Regions from separate parts of the Mus musculus genome. Here region 2 is linked to region 1. A link is a contact called in public promoter capture Hi-C data. All regions are on one chromosome and are shown on one strand. Each heading gives the region's core, a stretch centred on a gene start, on an enhancer-like site or on the middle of the called end of the contact. The rest is flanking DNA. Distances are from core to core; before and after follow the strand shown. Region 1 holds the start of Tusc2 (tumor suppressor 2, mitochondrial calcium regulator). Region 2 holds the start of Cdc25a (cell division cycle 25A).

The links. Capture Hi-C pulls out chosen DNA fragments and counts their contacts.
Region 2: a contact with region 1 is called in a promoter capture Hi-C map of adipose tissue, with 3 times the contacts expected there. The contact joins the promoter of Cdc25a here to the promoter of Tusc2 in region 1. A contact is called at or near these places in 1 of 39 promoter capture datasets (pre-B cells), 1 of 115 datasets of contacts at active chromatin or transcription factors (astrocytes) and 1 of 9 other capture datasets (adipose tissue).

What each region holds. Positions count from the first base shown.
Region 1 is chr9:107,561,085-107,564,927 of GRCm38.p6, reverse strand. Tusc2 (tumor suppressor 2, mitochondrial calcium regulator) reads right to left here and starts at 1,673. Exons shown (of 3, transcript NM_019742.4): 1 at 1,396-1,673; 2 at 232-352; 3 at 1-81. The coding sequence starts at 1,541. The coding sequence ends at 16. It overlaps Rassf1 (Ras association (RalGDS/AF-6) domain family member 1), which reads right to left. Exons shown (of 6, transcript NM_001243748.1): 6 at 2,661-3,529. The coding sequence ends at 3,383. It overlaps Gm9917 (predicted gene 9917), which reads left to right. Exons shown (of 2, transcript NR_166687.1): 2 at 1,015-3,843.
Region 2 is chr9:109,873,906-109,877,358 of GRCm38.p6, reverse strand. It overlaps Cdc25a (cell division cycle 25A), which reads right to left and starts at 1,780. Exons shown (of 15, transcript NM_007658.3): 1 at 1,200-1,780; 2 at 125-198. The coding sequence starts at 1,369.

The sequences.
Region 1 (3,843 bases), core at 424-2,923:
ATGCCACACACAGGTTCATACTTCATAGAGGATCACGGGGAAATCCACGTGGATTCGGGGAGGATCCAGCTTCACGATGCCCTGCCATGGAAACAGAGGCTAGTGAAGATCAGCTCTGGGCCTCTATGCTAAGAGCCTCTCTGTTCTTCCCAGCTCTTCCCCCAGAAAGCCCCATCTGTATCTCCGTTGACATACTGATGTAGGCTTTATGATCACTGCTCGGACCCTCACCTGAGGAATCAGATTCTTATGTACCCGCCTCAGCTTGGCTCGCTTCTGCCCATTCTTGGTGACGATTGTCTCCTCATAGAATTCGTGAGCCAGATCTCCATCTTCATCGTAGAACATGGAGCTGTGGAGAGAAGGGGAACAGGCTGGATTGGAGCCTCATCCCTGGCCTTGGCAAGGGCCACAGACCACAGGGAAGTACGCTGAACCCCAAGAGAAGACGCACAACGTGCGTTCTCCGTGGAAGAACTCTTTGCTTGGTGCCCGGAGGGAAGCAGGCAGTGTGACAAGGCCACTGTTGCCCTGTCATACCAACAGGATGTCACATCAGAGCACCCTCTCTAGGCAACTAAAGTTAGTCCTCACCACTGGTCTGTTTCACAAAGGTCATGATTCTAGTAGCAGGCCCTTCACCTAGGGCTTATTTATGGAGTGGGTGGGGTAGTGGCCTGGGCATACTGGTCTCACTTCTAAAGACACTGCTGGTCCAGGGCCAAAGACCAAGATGGTGGATGTCTGAGCCCAGAAGGCTGCACTCCAAGTCATTCCCCAGTGGCTGGCACTGTCTAATCGACACTGTTGGGTCTTTCTGGTATTTACGGTCAAATTTCCATCACAGGGAATGCCAGTCCCTAGGAGCTCACTAGGTCCAGGCCATTTTGTGTGAGCACCTGGGAAAAAAGAAGGTTAGGTTAGTGTTCCAGATCTAGAGAACCCAACTGGCTGAGGGCACTTTTTTTGTTGTGGCCCCACCTTCAACACTGACGCCTTTCTCTGCTTTTCCAGACACTATTCTCGGAGGTCCAACTTCACAGTGAGGAAGGCAAGACACCTAAACAGAAGGTCATCTTCCCTTAGATTTCTTCTAAGGCTTAGAAGAACAGAAGGGACATAAATGCCTTTAATTTGCAGGCTGAGTTGGATGAAAGGGAGGTTTTAAGACTCTTAGAGGCCGTCTTAGCTGAATTATGGAGCTGCTCCCTAAGAGACGAACCTCAGGCAATTCTCTAAAAAGACCATCTGGGCGGTCAAGAGCTGAACGCCGCTTGGTTTTCCCTTCTCCTTGCTTTGACTGGGACCCAAAATATGACAGTCGTCTGATTCAAATGTAGGGGGGCGTTTCTCATTCCCGGATGTCCTCCCAAAGGCAGATACCCATGCCCTTACCCGCGGCGCGTGAATACGAAGGGAGGCACTGCTCGGGCTCGAGACCGCACCAGAGACTGCTCGGAGCCTGCCGCCTCTGGGCCGCCGCCCCCCGGAGTGGAGGCAAAGGGCCAGAGGCCCCGAGCTTTGGAGCCGCTGGCGCCCATGTCAGCGCCGCGGGCGCATGGCGGACCCAGCGGCCGCTCCGCTCTCACAGCGCGGCGGGCGCGACCATGCCCTGCCCCAGCTTCCACTCGCAGGTGCCGCCGCCGCCGCCTTCCGCAGGCTCTGCTGTCTCCACGGAAACCTCACTTCCGCTTCCGCGCGTCCTGCACGGTGCCTCCTCTGAGTGGCTAAAGGTCTCGTCAGTCTGTGGTGTAGAACCAATGGCCACTCTCAGAGGCTGACCACCACAGGATGCGCTGCCTCCAGGTCCCAGAAGCCTATGGGTCCCAAGGGTCAGCTGGGACAGCTCCCTTCCAGAAAGGCGGAGGTAATGTGTTGTTGTTGACTTTAAGGTCGGACCCGGTATAGTTGTCTCTACGTCCCTGACACGCCCAAAACTCCGGCCCAGTAGCAATAGTCAATTAGGTCACCCCTCCACCCCTAAGGGACCTTAGGCCTGTCTGAGGCTAAGGTTGGCTGTTTTCACAACTGTGTCTTTGCAGTTGTCACATTTGCCTGTAAAGAAACTACGGATCTTGCTTAATGTTTTTGTTTTCTTTTTTCTTTTGGAGACAGGGTCTCACTATGTAGCCTTAGCTGGCCTGGCACTTGCCATGTATAAATGGCTGACGCTCAAATGCCTGTCTCCCGAATACTGGGATTAAAGGAGTGACCAACCGCACAGGGAGCCAAACTTCTTTTTAAAACTTTTTTGATCAATTTCTTAAGAGTATATTTGAGGTCTGAAGGAACCTAAACTAAGTGTTGTAAGTTCACCAGAGAACATTCTTCAGGAAAATAATTATTACCAGCTTTCCCCTGGTAGCATGTGAAGTGTGGGACCCACGAGTAGTTTTTTGGAGAAGGGGTTACTGCTATGGTTTCTCTGAGTTGGCCTGGAGAAAAAAGTTTCCTGTGTAGTAACTGTAGCTTATTCTTGTCTCTTCATGACCTGAGCCCTGGAGGGTTGAAAGACACCTGAATCCACAGGCATACATTTCCTGAACATATTGGTCCCACTGCGACCTTGGAGAGGGTGCACTCTGGATGTGTCAATCTTTGTTGGCAGTCTTTCATTAGGTGTTACCCCGACTGGGGGCCCACATCTATAGAGTCCAAAACCAGAAAAATTCTTACATCTTTATTCAGCCAATTCTCTCAGGCATCAGGCCCTGATGATGACTGTCACACCCCCATCCCTTCCCCACATTCAGTTGAGGCCACAAAACATTACATACATTCATACACTTCCATCAAAAATATCTGAGGGAGACTCTGGCTTTGGCAAACAAGAAGAGGGTCTGGTCCAGCAACCTTTCCCTTAGAGGAGGCACTGACTGAGCCACTGTAGTTGTTGTACTGGCCAGCCCTCTCTGACCCCAGGGTGTTTGTTTGGAAGTCAGAAGGCACGGTAAGAGGGAACCCCAGACTCTACCTTAATTGCTTGTATTATTCTGAGCAGCTACCCTTGGCTCTGATAGGGCTATCCTGAGACCCATTCATGACTCAAAACAATCTTTCTCCATAGGTAAGGTCTCTTACCCGTGAAAATATAACCTTGTTTTGTCTGTAGAGTCTCTAAGATTCTCACAGCTGCGACCCTGTGACTTGAGCAGCTACGCAGAGTATGACCCAGTACATACGGGCAGAGGGATGCAAAGCCCCGCCCCACTATATCCACAGGTAGACGGCTGGCTCTTTCCCTGTTCTCTGGGCTCATCCCGGTCAGCAGAGGAGGACCTCCATGCACACGCACTCCTCAGGCCCCACAGGCCCTGTCACACTCACACGGCACGCTCTTTGCACTGCCTGTTCTCCTCCTGTCATCCATGGAGACCCAAGGTCACCCCAAAGGACAGGCGTGCAGAGCCTCCTGGATCTTCTGGCGACAACGAGAATACTTCTGCAGGATCTGGCGAAGGTGTTCCTCTTCTTCCCGCTGCAGGATTCGTAGGAAATTGTGCAGTTCAGGCATGCTGAAGGCATCCCACTGGAAAGGGCAGAGGAGAGATACACGGGCTGCAGCAATGAATAGCTAAGTTGGCAGACCCTCCTCCAAGACTGGTCCATGATGGTTCTCCCATGAGCAGGTCTGCGCTCCTGACATTACCTCCTTTTCATTTTATTATTATCTTATGTGTATGCATGTTTCCACATAGAGGTCAGAAGAAGGTATCAGACCCCCCAGAATTAAGAGTTACAGATGGTTGTGAGCTGCCATCTGGGTGCTAGGCATCAAACCCATGTCCTCTGTAAGAACAACATGTACTCTTAACCACTAAGCCAACTCCTTTTGTTGTTGTT
Region 2 (3,453 bases), core at 531-3,030, 2.3 Mb before region 1:
TTCCCAGCAGCCATATCAGGCAGCTCACAATGGCCTGTAACTCCAGCTCCAGCGGCTCTGATGCCTTCTGATCTAAACACACACGAGCACATACATAGACACACATGAACAGTAATGGCAATACCTGAATCGGTCGATTCTGAGGAGCCCATTCTCTGTAGACTGCTGTTATTTCTCACTTCCATTTTCTCACAGTCACTGAAACCAAGAGAGGCACCTCCACATGAGCAATTTCTAGCACATGATTAAAAAAAAGGTGACATACAGGCCACGAAGTAGCCAGGCTGCCACAAACCATCTTTGAGAGACCAAGCCAAGGACACCCCACTTGGCCACCCAGAATACCCCAGTTGGCATTTAAACAAAGAAAGGAGTGAGTGGTTTGGCCTTGGGCCACATTGTCAGACAGGCCTGTGGCAAGGGCTGGGTTTCCTTAAAGGAGAGCCTCAGTCTGAGGTTCTGAGTGAGCCAGGAGTAAGGGCAAAGGTGACTAGGCCAGGAGTCCCAGCTTTTCAGGGTTTGCAAAAGTTGTAAGACAAGTTTAGGAGGCGAAATACCCAACATCGAAGGAAAAGCAACTTCACTAAAAATAGTGTTAAGCATTTTTGTTAGTGATAGTGGTGTAGGACTACAAAGTCCTCGAAGATTTCCAATATGGAAAAGTTAGGTAAAAAGTGATAGCTTAAAAAAGGTAGTAGATGGGTAGATACAAGAAACGTGCCGGCCAGGTGGCTGCATAGATTTTACACAAATGCAAGAAAAGAAAATGCCACGTCCCTTTGTTGAGAAGGAACAAAGCTTACAGGAAACTAAGATCCGGCGCGGGTGGTTCAGCAAAGAGGGCCTAGGAGGACCCATTCTCACCCTCCCTCCCAACCCCCATAAGGGTAGATTCCAAAGACTTTTCTGGAATAGAGACAGCGTAGAGAGAAATCTGAAAGGGGTGAACAAGACAGGATGCCCAGCAGGCTTCCTCGATCTCCGCGGTCTGGCTCTTGGCTGAGGATAGCCCTGGACTATCCGAACGGCCTCTCCCGCCCAACATTCCGCCCGGGAGGGAGGGTGCACATGGCGGGCCCTAGCCAGGCCATTCCGGGTCGGAGCATCAGAACCAAGTGGACAGACTCTGTTTCCTGCTGGATCATCCCGAGGGCCGACCAGAGGCCAGCGGCCTGGGGCATCGCTCGCTGGTCTCTCACCTGCCCAGTCCTTCCAGCTGGTCCATGGTGACCGTCAGGTTGGTGACAGGGGACAGTCCGCCAGCAGCTGACGCGCCAAACAGCATCTTCCCCGTGGGCTGCGGCGCAGGCGTGGGGCTGCAAGCGAAGAACAGGCGGCGGCGGTGGGGGGGCTCCGGGCCCAGTTCCATGGCGCCGCCGGGCCTGCCCGGACTCCCGCTCCGTCTTCCTCCGCCTCCGCTGCGCCGGGCCCCGCCCCGCTGGCACCGGCTTCAGCCGCGTGCCACGCCACCAGCGCCCGCGGGTCAAACACAAACACGACCCCGCGGTTCAGAGACGCGGCCGCCACGGGCAGCGGCGCGGACCGGCGAGCGTAGGGGACTCGGCAGGCGCCAGGCACAAGCACCGGTGCTTCCCTCTCTGTCCCGCGAGGCCCGCAGGCGGGCGGGCGCCTGCAACCTCAAGATTAAATCCAAACAAACTCCGTGGAGGAAGAGTCTTGAGACCACCGCTCCGACTAACTCGCCTCACTTTTTTTCTCCCTCCTTGCTCCGTAGCCGGCTCGCAGAGAAGGAACCTTCACTTCCCTCACCACCAAAGTGGCCTTAGCGTTAATTGCTGCACACTCAGGATAGCCGCCGCCCCGCCCCTTTCCTAGTTGGCGCCAAACGGAATTCACCAATCAGGAAGCAAACTTCTCCTCGCTCCCGAATGACAGCTGAGCCGGACCAATGAGAAGGAAAGGAGGAAGCGTCTCGTGGGCCTCCTCGAGGTCACGCCCTCTCTCGGTGGGGGCGAAGCCTGAAGAGTTGGGAGGTGGCTGAAATGAGAAAGGAGTCAATGAAACTTTCTGTGGGGGCGCTAGTCCCTACCGAAAGGCCCCGCTCTTTTTCAGTTGCATGCTGGGTAGTGTAGTTCCTACAGCGTGTGCTACACACCTGTCTGAGCTACTGAGCATAGTGCTGTGCACTTTTTTTTTTTTTTTTTTTTTTTTTTTTTTTTTTTTTAGGAGACAGAGAGACTAGGGAAGGCCATCTGGACCAGGCGTTGGCTCTTCTCTAACTGTGTGGTACAGTACCATGGATCCTGGATCCCTCTTTTCCTTCACAGGACTTCAGGCTCTGATTTTGTCTTTCTTTTTTTCTTTTTCGAGACTGGGTTTCTCTGTGTAGCCCTAGCTGTCCTCGAACCCGCTCTGTAGACCAGTCTGGCCTCGAATTCAGATCGATCTGCCTCTGTCTCTGCCTCTCGAATGCTGAAATTAAAGGCATGTGCCACCATTCCTGCTCCAGACTCTGATTAATTAATTTAATTAATTTTTGAAATAGGGACTTTTTTTTTTAATAGCCCGGGCTGAAACAGGAGTAGTTGAGAGCTATGATCCACAGATAGCAAGCAGAGAGAAGGGGGTGGGGGGAGGTGGGATGGAGAAAGGAAGAGGGAGAGGGAGGGAGGGAGGGAGGGAGGGAGGGAGGAAGAGAGAGAGAGAGAGAGAGAGAGAGAGAGAGAGAGAGAGAGAGAGAGAGAGAGAGACTTTGCCTGGTGTGGGTTTTTAAGAACTCAAAACCCACTCCCATCTACACACCTGTTCCAACAAGGCCACACCTTCTCTAAAATCCCTCCCAAACAGTTGGGGATCAAGCATTCAATCATATGAGCCCATGGGAGCCATTCAAATCACTGTAAAAGTACTAGGCAACATTTAGTGTTTATGTACATGACAGTGTTTCATGTGTGATAACTCTACTAGTGTACTTAATCTTTACAAGTCTTACATCACAAAAATAATTCCAGGAGGGACCAGAGTGAAGGGAAGGTAGTTACTTTATTCACTATTTAGATGAATAACCATTATATCACAAGACATGGTTATGGGCTTCTTAAGTATCTTCACTATGGCCATATTTGTGATTCCATATATTTTTCTTTTGAGACAGGGTCCCGTGCAGTCAGGCTGGCTTTGGACTCTCTATAGTCAAGGATGGCCTTGAATTTGATCTCCCAGTTCACCACTGAACTTAGTTTTGTGCTTGTTAGGTAAACACTTCTAAGTAAGCTACATCCCACCCTACCCCCATTGAGCTTCCCCAGTTACATTGCTCAAAGGATGTAATTTGAGCTGGGGAAGGTGAGAAATACCTGCAACTACAGAATGTGGGAGTTGGAAGCAGAAATTTAAAGTCACCTTCAGCTGCACAGGGAGTTCTAGGCCAGGTGGGGCTACTTAAGGCCCTTCTCAAAAAACAAGCAACACCAAAAAAAAAAAAAAAAAAAA